Regions from separate parts of the Mus musculus genome. Here all the other regions are linked to region 1. A link is a contact called in public Hi-C data. All regions are on one chromosome and are shown on one strand. The core of a region is the stretch at or near the end of the contact, and the rest is flanking DNA. Distances in the headings are between cores, read along the strand shown. Region 1 holds the start of Kcnab1 (potassium voltage-gated channel, shaker-related subfamily, beta member 1). Region 2 has its middle 84 kb from the start of Kcnab1. Region 3 overlaps Kcnab1 (potassium voltage-gated channel, shaker-related subfamily, beta member 1).

Region 1 (3,817 bases), core at 738-3,237:
AAGGCCAACTTCTCTAGAGAAGTTTAACGGCTTACTTCATACAGACAGCACAATCTTAAACGTACAGTATTTTAATTGTCCGGAGTTCATCCATCTTATCCTAAAATCTGGTCTCTAGCAAACGAGGGAGAGAAAAAAGGAAAACAATGACCAGTTACACCTGCAAATGAGAAGAGCCGAAGACCTCGGAGGATGTGTCAGCTGCTGCTCTTCTTTGGGTCCCTAAATACTGAGAAGTGCAGAGGAACTACAGCGGGGCTACGGAGCCCATGGCCAGAGTGCTGATGCAAAGCAAACATAATGAAGTGGCAGGGATCGCATTATGGAACGGAGAACTGTTTTTACTACAGGAAGATTTCTATCTACGAAAACAACCAATTCAGTTGTGATACAGGAGACAGGGACACAGACATTCACCGGCACTGAAAAGCTGGTCCCCTGTATTTAACAACAGTCGCACTTCATTCACTTCAGGCAGTAATTTAGATTTCAGTACAGCAGTGTTCAGTCTCTAACACCGTTGTAGGTGTTTCTTGCTACCACAAACCTTCCTTAATAAGAGCTGGGCTTAACATGTTCCCTCGGTCTCTCAAAGGGAAGAGTGCAGCGTGGGATGGGAAACTATTCTGAAAAGCATAAGCGTAGAATCGACAGCCTGTGCATCAAGCAGGACAAACACTTCTGCTCTTGACAAACTGTCCTAGTAGAAAAGAGTTCCTAGCTCTTAGGTGTGTTTTCTCCGCTCTCTGGAACTCATTATGGTCCTAAGGTGTTCGTAACACTTAGAATATAAAAAAATGGGCCACATCTTAAAGATCGCACTTGTGCATGCACAGCAGCTTGGCCCTTTTCAGCTCTCCCCCCACAAAAGGCTAATTTCAAAGCAAACACCTGAGAATTCTAAATTAAGCAAACAAGCGCTGAGTTAAGTCACTTTCAAACAGGAACAACTGCCTGGCTGAACCGTCAAAGAACACAGAAACCCCGGGCAGAGGGACCTCACCATACCTATATTTCATGCCAGTCTGCTTTGCGGTGGACTCTTTGAGAGAAATGTGATGCTGAGGGGTGAAGGTCCCCAGGCTGCGAGCGATGATAGCGACAGTGCGGAATTTGGCCCGGGCTGCGTTCACCACATTGGGGGCGTTGGAGCTCTGCTTGCTCAGAAGTCGGTCCTCACCATTTCGACTCTTCAAATTGTGCTCTGTGCAGGCTATGGAGACTTGCATTGCTTCCCAGGACAGAGCAAGGTCCTCTCAGAACCCCACAACACAGGCGGTCGGCAGAGGGTGAGCAGTTGGGGGGATTTCGGCTGTCTTTTAACCCCTCTTGCCCCCCTTCCTGGATGCCTTCAGAGGAGTCCCAGCAGCTGACTTCAGGACCCACACAGTGGCAGAAGAGGCTGAGGGGCAGGACAGAGTCCCCGGGACCCAAAGAAGTAAACAGCCAAGCTGGAAGTTGCCTCGGCAGCTGGAGCGCGAATCAGCCTCTCCAATCTTCCCAGGCTGTGATCTCGGCTGATTAAACAGCCAGATCCATGTGGTCAGGAGGCTGGTGCAGAAGCCTAGAGCTGAGCATTCATGGTGACTGCACACAGCCCTGCCTGGAGCCAGTCCGAGGTGCCTGAATGCAGAGGGCTGGTTTCTGGGCGCTGGCTCAAAGCAACGCAGGCATACCGCAAGATGCGCTGCTAGCACCCTCTGGATCACAGGCAGGAGGCTCAACTGGAGAGGAGCATCCCAAGAAGCAGCTCACAGCAAGCAGGACCCCGCGGACCCGTGGTCTCCATCCACTATGCCTGCCAACTACCTCGCTCCTGTGCTTAGGAGAATGCGGAGGTGGAGGCTTCTCAAGACCCCTCCCCACTCATCCTCGGGCAAAAGCTGGGTCTCCTGAGCCAGCACTTACTTGGTTAGCGACTGCATAGAAGAGCTGGGAGGTCCCTTTAAGGAGCGCCTTGCCTTTGTGTGCAGTGGGAAGGAAAGATCACTGTGACCACTCCTTACTGGAACAGGACTGGGAGGGCTGTTCCATCAGGGGGCTCTGCCTAGATGCCACCAAATTTTGCTGCAGCGCAGGAGTTGAAAAGGCTGAGTTGGGGAGGCTGAGTGGGGTGCTCTGAGAACAGCACACTACTGATTAACACGTGAATGCTCTTCTGACTTGCTGGAACACAGCTTGGAATTCAGATATTAGCCTTGTCAGGGTTCATATCCCCTCTGCATGTTATTTCTTATGCAGATAAGTTAGAAGTTTCCTGAAAAGCCACAGTGCAGTCTGGATGGAGTGGGGTCTGCTAACGTACTGCAAATTTATTTAAAATACCAGAGTAGAGACGTCTGGGATGCTGCAGGGAGCAATGGGTCCTCCCCGCTGGAGGATACAGGTGGGGGTAGGTGCAATGGGGGAGAAACAGGTCAGGAAAGTAACAGGATCCATATATATTGTCATGGCCACAGGGATGGGCAGCAAGAAGTTCTGTGAGCTGAGCCTGAACCCATATAAGATGCATTTCTTGTTTGGCTGGATGTTCCATTCAGAGCAACTGCTCAAGAAACCTGCTCAGACCAAACTATCAATTAGTTGATAATTCATCTCTCCATTTGAAGTATGAGAGAAATAACTCGTCCTATGAATTTGGTTAAATTATATCTTCTCCAAAAGCTTCTTTCTAAATGTGATCCCCAACAGACCCCACTGTCAAGGAGGAAGAAACAACAAACGCTATTTGTGAATCCATCTCTGTTCTTGGCAATAGAGATCAATATGGAGGGAAATTTAGGAAGCTGTGTCTCAGTTCGTAAGGAGCAGGCAATCTGGGTGGGAAGGACAAAGCACTCGGTCTTCAGAGACTGATTATGTTGAAAATCATACTCTATGTGTCCACGGGAGTGGTACCCACACTAAGCACAACAGAATGAAAAAAGAATGAATTTCAGGAGCCTGGAGAACATTTCTTCATTTCGATCCATTACAACACTTCAGTGGAGCTTCTCTTATAATCTGACTTGGCTACTGGGACACATGACAATGTCCAGAGTTTCAGGAAGCACACGAAGACTCAACAGCCCTCCCAAAGGTATGGACTCCCCTGTGGCAGGACCCATGGGTCTGATCTGATTATCAGGAGTACAGGGAAGCATGTTCACGGATGACATAGCCTGCCTGTATAAATTAATAAATAAAACAGCTGCTCTGGCCACTTCTGCCCAAGCAAATGAAGTTGCAGAAGTGAAATCCTCAAGGAGACTCTGTGCTTGTGTTGAGATCCACTCAAGATATTATTACTCTTAACAACTTTGAACCTGAAGATAAGATTTAAACCACATTGTGGCATCCAATTCTTGATCCTCTATATATTTTCACTCTTTCCCTTAGGAAAATCAGTATGTTCATTAACAGAGGATATTTAGGATGACTGAGGGTGGCAGGGTTAAGTGGGCACCTCTTCTTTTCACCCAGGCAGGAATACTGGGACGTACCTTTCTTTAATCTTTGGAATAAACAGTGGGTAGAGAGGAAGCAGATCATAGGAACCTTTATTTTTGCACACTAAGCCAGCTCATCGGAGATGATCAACGTGAATTGGGAAAGCAGTCAAAATGAGAAGAGGAAGAAGTGGGAGGAATCAAAAGAAAGAGCTTTTAGAAAAGGAAAGTGGGAAAAAAGCAGGCTGGGAACAACAGAGGGAGGTGATGCCCTTCAGACCCGAGGGGTCAGGAACCAGGGACTTTAACTTGGCCACTGGCTTTGGGGGAGGGGAGGTGGGCAGGGGTTCAGCTGAGAGTGCTGCTGGCTTTATAGGATGGACTAAGAG
Region 2 (3,817 bases), core at 973-3,472, 84 kb after region 1:
TTTTAAAGATTTATTTATTTGTTTTATGTACGTAAAATACATAAGTGAATCCTAGTAATTGGGGACATGGAGTCTGAACCAGCCATTCTCTGTAACCAGGCAAGGACTTAAATAGAGGGACTGGACTCAAATAAGTACACTGTAGCTGTCTTCAGGCACACCAGAAGAAGACGACATCAGATATCATTATGAATTGTTGTGAGCCACCATGTGGTTGCTGGGATTTGACCTCAGGACCTTTGGAAGAACAGTCAGTGCTCTTAACCACTGAGCCATCTCTCCAGCCCTAAAATATATTTATTAAAAAACTGGAACAGCATTAGACATCACCTTTTTACAATTTGACACTTGTAGAAAACTATTTAATATCAGTGGACACATTTTTTTGCAGAAAATATCTTTTTTCATGATGGATCATATTCTAGCATAAAATCTCAATAAACTCTAAAAATTCAAGACACATAAAATATGTTCTCAAAGGCTCAATGGCCTAGTGTAGGGGAATTGGAGGCTGGGGAGGCAGGTGCAGTTAGGTGGGTTGGGGAAAAAAATATGTTCTCAAATCACAGTAGAATTACATTGCTAATGGGAAGTGCTCTGACACTTGTATAACTTGTATAAGATTGTTAATGGCAATTTGAAACTACCAATACTCATCAGAAAGTGACTACATAAAGAAGTTGCTATATTAGACTGTAGGACTCTGTATCTGCTCCCTTCAATTGATGGATTAAAGTCTCTCTGGTCTCTTTGATGCTAGGCTAGGCTCCAGTCACAGCACCTTCTGCAGGCATGGCAAACTGAATGTTGCGAGGTTTTGTGCCTGGGGTGGTGTTTCGGTCCCTCCATTTGAGTTTTTGCCTGGTTACAGAGGATGGCTGGTAAAGACTCCAAGTCCCCAATTACTAGGAGTTATCTCTAATGTTACCCTTGTAGATTCCATGGAGTTTCCATTGCACTAGATTTCTACCTCACTCTCAAAAATGCATCCCTCCCCCACCCACACCAACACCAGTTATCTTTCCCAATATTCTCTCCCCCAATCCCCTACAGCCTGATCCGTCCTTTTCCCATCTCCACCCACCCCATCCACCCTTGAAATCTACTCTATTTTCCCTTCCCAGGTTATTCTTTGTCCCCACTTAAGCCCTCCTTGTTACTTAGCCTCTCTGAGTCTGTAGATTGGAACATGATTATCTTTTACTTTACAGCTAATATCCACTTATAAGTGCGTGTATAACATGTTTGTCTGTCTGAGTTTGGGTTACCTAACCCAGGATGATATTTTCTAGTTTTTCATCCATTTGCCAGCAAATTTCAAAGATGCAGAATCCTATAGCCAAATATTAGGCAGATCTTGAGGAGTCCTCAATGGGGAGGGGGAGGAAGGATTGGAAGAGGTAGTGGGATCAAGGATACCATAAGATGACTCACAGAATAACAGGGACTCAAGTGTGCTCACAGAAATCAGGGAGTCTGTATGGTGCTGGCCTAGGTCCTCTGCACATATGTTATGGTTGTGTAGCTGTGGTTTTGGGATTCCTAACTGTGGGAATGGGGGCTGTCTCTGACGCATTTGCCTGCCTTTGGGGCCCTTTTCCTCTTACTGGGTTGCCTCATTCAGCCTTGTTGTGAGACTATGTACCTGATCTTGTAGCTTGTTATGCTATATCTGGTTGATGGATGTCCTTGGAAGTCTGCTTTATTATATTTTTTTTTTGAGGGGAGATAAAGTGGGTGTGGATCTTGGGAAAAGGGGAGATGTGAGGACTGGGGGGAGGGGAGGGAGGGAAAATTGTAGCCAGGATGTAATATATGAGAAAAAAACAACAATGAAATTTTTGTCAAAGAAGAAGGAGAAGGAAGAGAAGGGGGAGGAGGAGGGAGAAGAGGATGATGATGATGATGATGATGATACTAAGTTCCTATAGGCCCTAGGATGAATTCATACTAAATGCAGCAGCCAGAATGAACCTCAAAATCATTAATCTGAGTCAAAGTTGTCAGAATCTTCCCCTATAGAAGATACACTGTGTAATCACAGTTATTATAAAGTTTTAGGTAATGCATCATCATTTACAGTGACTGAAAGCTTCTGGTGGTTAACTGGAGATGTTGGAATGGGCCCGGTAAAGCTATTCCAGAGGGAAGAATCTCTAATGATAAAGCTTTCAGTTTTAGTCAGTCAGAGGAGAGACATTTGGAGAGTCAGAGTTCTGCATTGCATCCCATTCACTTCAAGGTCTTGAGGCTTACCTCAGATGGTACCTGAGAGTGTACCTGCAGTTTTTTTCCATCGAAAGAACATTAAATGAGCAAGAGATGGAATGTAAATTAGGAGAAACACAAATGCAACAAAAGGAAATATTACTAACAGATGGCAACTCTTGAAACAGCATTTTAAAATTTCATTACGTTTATCCCTCACCAGGTATAAGAACCTAGGTACATCAGTCAACCTCTGACTGACTCTGAGACCTTTCTTTACTTACAATGATTCCATTTTGTGTTTTTAAAATTTGACTCATTAAAAACTTAAAAATCCTTGTTTATGGATTTTACGCAAAGGAGCAGCCAGTGTGAAAAAGGCCTAGGGCTGTTGTTTTGAAGAGCAAATTGGCCCTGGGATGAAAGATTATTTTCATTGCCAGATTGGAAAGATAGTGTACCTGGTGACAGATCCTGCTGACCCCTGCTGGAGTGCTGACATTGAAAGCCATGGAATGCCTGTAAGGCTGCTGGTGGTCTTGGCAGCCCTTGCTTGACCAGCAGATGCCCTGAGGCCTTTGCTTCATGCTCCTGATCTCATGCTTAAAGGCTCCTCATCTGTGATCTAAAAAAAAAAAACGTGATTCCATCTCTTCAAATCCCTACAAAGGCAGAAATCCTCAATTCAGGATCCCTTTCCTATGTTATGAAGGATTTACATGTTTATATTATCGCAGTACTATAGGTTTTTAATTATCAAAATATTCCTTGAAAGTCATTCTTATTTCCCAGACATTACCTTAGTAGGCCTTCATGTTAATCCTAGAAAGTCCGTGGGTTCATCAGTACTATTGTCCCCATTTTGCCAAAAAATAAAAACAAAACAAAACAAAAAAACCCAAAAAACAACTGCTCACAGGTTTAGTAGCCCAGTCATCTGGCAGACATGTAGTTGCTCCAGGAATATTGGTTATTTAACTTCTTTAATTCCTACTTGTAGTTTATAAGTAACCAGCTCTATTTAGAAATGGCCTAAATTGATTCTTTTTTGTATTTCTAAAGCTTCTTGTGCCTTTTGAACTGTCATGAGGACACATTGATTTCTGTAAAAGAAGGATAAGTTATATTTGGACCTAAGTATTTTTATGTTTAATAAAGAACAGGGGAAAATTCAGTCTTCTGGTCTTACTGGTAGAAAAGGGTGAGGATGGCAAACTGGGGACCTGGGGATTTTGGGGAAGAACATGGGTGGAAGAAAAGGACTCTTGCCACAGTCAAGGGTCAACTGATGATGGAACACCCAAGAAAGGCATCAATATGTGACTTGCTAACCAAGTCTCATTGTGTGTACTTACATAAACTAAGACGGCTATGACATCACTATGCAGAATACTACATGGCACCACCAGGGTGTAGACATCAAGTCCATCATTATGCTCATCATAATTGCACTTTGAGAAATTGCCTGAGAAATCTAGCAAAGCATTTGTGGCACCAAGGTGATGGGAATTTCATGGCATGATCTTACTGATGCTTTTGATTAATGAATCTTACAACTTATATGCCAATTTCAATCATTCTCTGGTACACTTGTACTTAAAGCTTAAAA
Region 3 (3,817 bases), core at 359-2,858, 66 kb before region 1:
GCCATGGAGGAACTCTGTTTACTGACCTGCTCTTCATCACTTGTTGTTTGTGTTTTTCTACAACTTGGGGGCAGCAACACTCACAGTGAGCTGAACCCTTCCATCAATCGTTAATCAAGAAATTGTCCAATAGATTTACCTGGAGCACTGTCTTCTGAAGTCATCTTCACAATTGAGATTCTTCTTGAACAACTCTGGCTTGAATCAAGCTGACATAAATCTAACCAACATGCTTCTATTTCTGACATAGATTTATGCTTGGTGAAATGCTTAACATGCTCTTAGCAGAGTTCTCCTCTTGGATACGTGCTGGAACCTTCAGAGAGCTTTGTTGAACGTGGGAGTGTAGAATGCCCATTCTGTTGGGTGGCTGGGTCTGGCTAGCCATGTGTGCTTCTGGAAGGGAGGCTCAGCTCCGTGATCAGCTCCTGGCAGCCTACACATGACCTTGATCACGGAGCCAAGAAGCAAGTCAGAGCACAGTATAGACAGCAGGGCTTTGTGAGGGTCAGCTGGTGGGTGGTGGTGGGATGCTATCCCCAAGAAAAGCTGTACCCTCTATGCAGAGTTTTCCTCCTGATGTTGGGAAATGTCTCTCTGTCTGTCTGAGCAGCCTGGAATATCAGGAGATCATAGAATAGATACACAGACGCTCATTTGCACACTTGGAGAGGAAGCCCTTTGGGAGATAATAATAACTTTTGAAGAATTGGTAATCTGATTTAAAGAGGACACCAGATAGCAGTCTTCAGAACAGGGAAAGAAGAGACCCGAGGGAAGTGGGACAGCTTGACATTGATGTGAGTCTAAGAGGAGCCATAGGTGATGGGTAACTGGTCAATGCTCTCATAGATCTGTATAGGGATGGAGGGAGAGTGATGCCAATGTCATGGTCCAGGCAGCTGTGTCTCCTCTATCTCTTACTACAGCATCTGTTCTCTAGCCCTCACCATGGGTTTTTATTCTGGTAGAGCTTCCTGGTGTTCTCCATGGCCTTACTGTGGCACAGAGACCACAAGTCAGCACCCAGCTATAAGAGGGTAGCTAGAATCTAAGGACACTCCACTGGTGAAACGTGTCACAAGATCAGAACTGACAGAGACTCAAGGCTGAATGGGAATAACAGTGGCTCAGCTCCAACTTACCTCTGCATCATGGGGATCCTCCAGAAAGAGGTATTGTTCTAGAGGAAGGGCAGGGAGAGTCACTGAGCTGAAGTCTCACAGGCCCATGGAACGATAGATAACACAGAGGCATAAAGAACAGGACAGGTCTCACTCAGCTCAGCTGGTACAGTGAGGTGCTTAGCTACCACAGCGCCTCTTATTTGTCAGGAGGTCAATTAGGGGAGGTGTGGGGAGAGAGGAACTTCTCTAATAACTAAAAACCCCAGTCCCCTCTACCTCCAAAGGGCTAGGGACATTCTGTATATGACTCAAAAGTGTGCTCTACTGTCTAGGCCCCAAATGAGGCTTTAAAATCGAAGGGGAACCAGGGGATGGTGAGCAATAGCACAGCGAGAACGCGTTAAGTTGGAGCTAGACTGGAGCTTTAATTAACATCAGGTGGCTGCCAAGAACTTTGGCTCAGCCAGGCGTGCAACAGAGACTGCAAGCCCGTGTCTGCTCATAAGTCTCTAGCTCTCTGCCTGTTCCCAGGAAACCTGCATGCGCCCTAACCTCGAGCTTCCTTCTGCTGCCACGGAACTGTCCTGTGGCTCACGCCTTTCTCTGACTGACAGGCTGCAAGTCACACCGGTGTAGCAGAGGGCAACAGAAACATTGCTGGGTCTGCGGTAAGATTTTTTTTTCAAAGGACCCCAGAGGCTTTTCCGTTTCTCTTCTCTCTGTTCTCTCCTGAATGATCGGAACAGGCTTTCCCCTCACTGTGCTATCTTTTCATGTTGGATTTCGGTTCACTCACCAACAGCTTGCTATGAACCCTGTGCATAGCTTTCATAGACCGGTGTTGGGCCTCGAACTCAAGACCATGGTCTACCGCTGAGCTAAATCCTCAACCCCTATCACGTAATCTGGTAATGTCCCATGTAAGCCAACAGCAGAAGTTGGCGAAAGCATTCACCTTCAGGGGCCTCACACATGGGCAGGGACCTGGATGGTCTAGAGGTGAATGTTGGATGGAAAGCCTCCTTCCAAGTGTTAAATTTTTGACTGAGAGTTTGCAAATGGCGAGACCCATCAGAAATGAGGAGGAAGGCAGGAGCTCCTTCCCTGTCACTCAGAGGCAACACAGTCCCAGCTCCATGCCCCCCCACCCCCACCCCCGATCATCTGCATTCACCACAGCTCAATAACAGTGCAGTTTAGTCAGACGATACCTCAGTAGTTTTGTGAGACTAGACCCCTCCTCTGCTGTGATCCTTAGATCCGGGTATAAATGGCATGACTATACCCAAATGACCCCCCCCCCCAAAACACACAGGCTAGAAACATGAGCAGAGCCAGTTTCTCAATGTCTCGCACCCATTTTTTTCCAAACATAAGGCAGCCCCATCTTCACCGTGTATCCATGTCCACTGTCTCTTGGCTTTCCTGTCACTGCTCTAACTGGACAGCCCACAGCTCTTGCCTGGATGACTGCAGACGTCCCTTGTCTGGTCTCTTTCTCCCTCTACAGAAGCAGTTCTCCCATCTGTGACCTCTGCAATTTCTGTGTATTGACTGTCTGCCTCTACCCTTGACTAGTTATTCGGTTTAGGCCCGAGTTAGATCTATCTCATGTGGTGTCCCTCCCGACCCCAACTTGGAGCTCTTATTACAGCCTCTTCCATTTATTTTATTATTGTGTTTGTTTCTGTTGGTTTGTACCTAGGACAAAGAGGTTCTGTATGTCCTGTTCCCTCTAACTCCACAGTGTCTGGAACACTGTCTGACACCTTTGCTAGATGATGCTGATATAGTTTTTAAAAAAATCTAAAATTAAAAAATAAAGGACAAGACCCCTAACTACCATCTCTGTGTGCGAATTCCATTGATTATTCCTGTGAGATCCATAATACTTGCATGTAAACAGTCTCCCTTGGAAATCTCCTGAATCACCAGCTAGTTTAATGTATACAAGGATAATGTGAGTGCTGAGAAAAATCACAAGTTTGATGAGCTAGAAAATAATGCTTGAAACACAAATGCTACTCAGAAATCTCCCAATTAGTTGTCATGGGAACCTGTGAAACAACGTGATTGATGGGAGTTTCTAGTCTCTTTAAGAGCAGGTTCAACGTGTCTTCTCACAGAAGCAAGGCAATGCTATGAAAAATACGTCTCTGTATCCTGCATGCTAACTGGTGCCGGAATCTCTTATGGTATGAAATAGCACAAGCCTGGTCCTCCCAAGTCTCTGTCTGCGACTCAGTTTCTCATCAATGATGAAACCAAGCAACAGACAGAGGCATCGTCAGTCTGAGGGTATGAGCCTTTCAGTCAGAGTTCCCAACTCAGCTCACAGGGCTGATTCCCAGGAGCTGGAATTTCATTTCAGCCAAGTTAGAAGTGTCTAGTACTTCTCTCTGCGGGGGCCCATAATCGTGATCCCCAATTGATGGTGCTGTTTGGGAGCTTTTGGGGGTGTGGCCTTGTGGAGGAAGTTTGTCACTGGAGGTATGCCTGGTGAGTTTAAAGATTCCACTACTTGAAGCTCTCTTTGCTTCCTGCTTGTGAGATGAGAACCTCAGCTTTGCCACCATGGACGTTTATCCTTTGGGAACTGCAAGCCTAGATGAACTCATCTATAAATTTTCTTGGCCAGGATGTTTTATCACAGCAATAGGAAAGTAACTAGTGCAGTATTTTTGTCAAAC

Evidence for each region. A called contact is a pair of places that touch in the nucleus more often than the background predicts.
Region 2: a Hi-C map of cerebellar granule neurons shows a contact between it and region 1, with 2.0 times the contacts expected there. The contact joins the enhancer-like site here to the promoter of Kcnab1 in region 1. A contact is called at or near these places in 1 of 39 promoter capture datasets (neural stem cells), 2 of 484 Hi-C or Micro-C datasets (cerebellar granule neurons and cortical neurons) and 2 of 115 datasets of contacts at active chromatin or transcription factors (embryonic stem cells and neural progenitor cells).
Region 3: a contact with region 1 is called in a Hi-C map of cortical neurons, with 1.6 times the contacts expected there. The contact joins the enhancer-like site here to the promoter of Kcnab1 in region 1. A contact is called at or near these places in 2 of 39 promoter capture datasets (the 3T3-L1 cell line and neural stem cells), 1 of 15 datasets of contacts at CTCF or cohesin (the NIH/3T3 cell line), 8 of 484 Hi-C or Micro-C datasets (the AML12 cell line, cerebellar granule neurons, cerebral cortex and 2 more) and 3 of 9 other capture datasets (adipose tissue, liver and pancreatic islet).

What each region holds. Positions count from the first base shown.
Region 1 is chr3:65,107,184-65,111,000 of GRCm38.p6, reverse strand. Kcnab1 (potassium voltage-gated channel, shaker-related subfamily, beta member 1) reads right to left here and starts at 1,987. Exons shown (of 14, transcript NM_010597.5): 1 at 1,009-1,987. The coding sequence starts at 1,229.
Region 2 is chr3:65,022,981-65,026,797 of GRCm38.p6, reverse strand. It overlaps a transcript of Kcnab1 not described here. Among named protein-coding and RNA genes, the nearest start is that of Kcnab1, 84 kb to the left of the region's middle. Within about 2 kb of position 2,222, at least 1 of the 459 cell types and tissues checked has an H3K27ac peak or open chromatin away from gene starts, as enhancers often do. A contact at or near this core is called in cerebellar granule neurons, where this site is marked.
Region 3 is chr3:65,172,547-65,176,363 of GRCm38.p6, reverse strand. All of the region lies in intron 1 of Kcnab1 (potassium voltage-gated channel, shaker-related subfamily, beta member 1), which reads right to left. The region is part of intron 3 of A330015K06Rik (RIKEN cDNA A330015K06 gene); the gene reads left to right. Among named protein-coding and RNA genes, the nearest start is that of Kcnab1, 65 kb to the right of the region's middle. Within about 2 kb of position 1,608, at least 16 of the 459 cell types and tissues checked have an H3K27ac peak or open chromatin away from gene starts, as enhancers often do. A contact at or near this core is called in cerebellar granule neurons, cerebral cortex and cortical neurons, where this site is marked.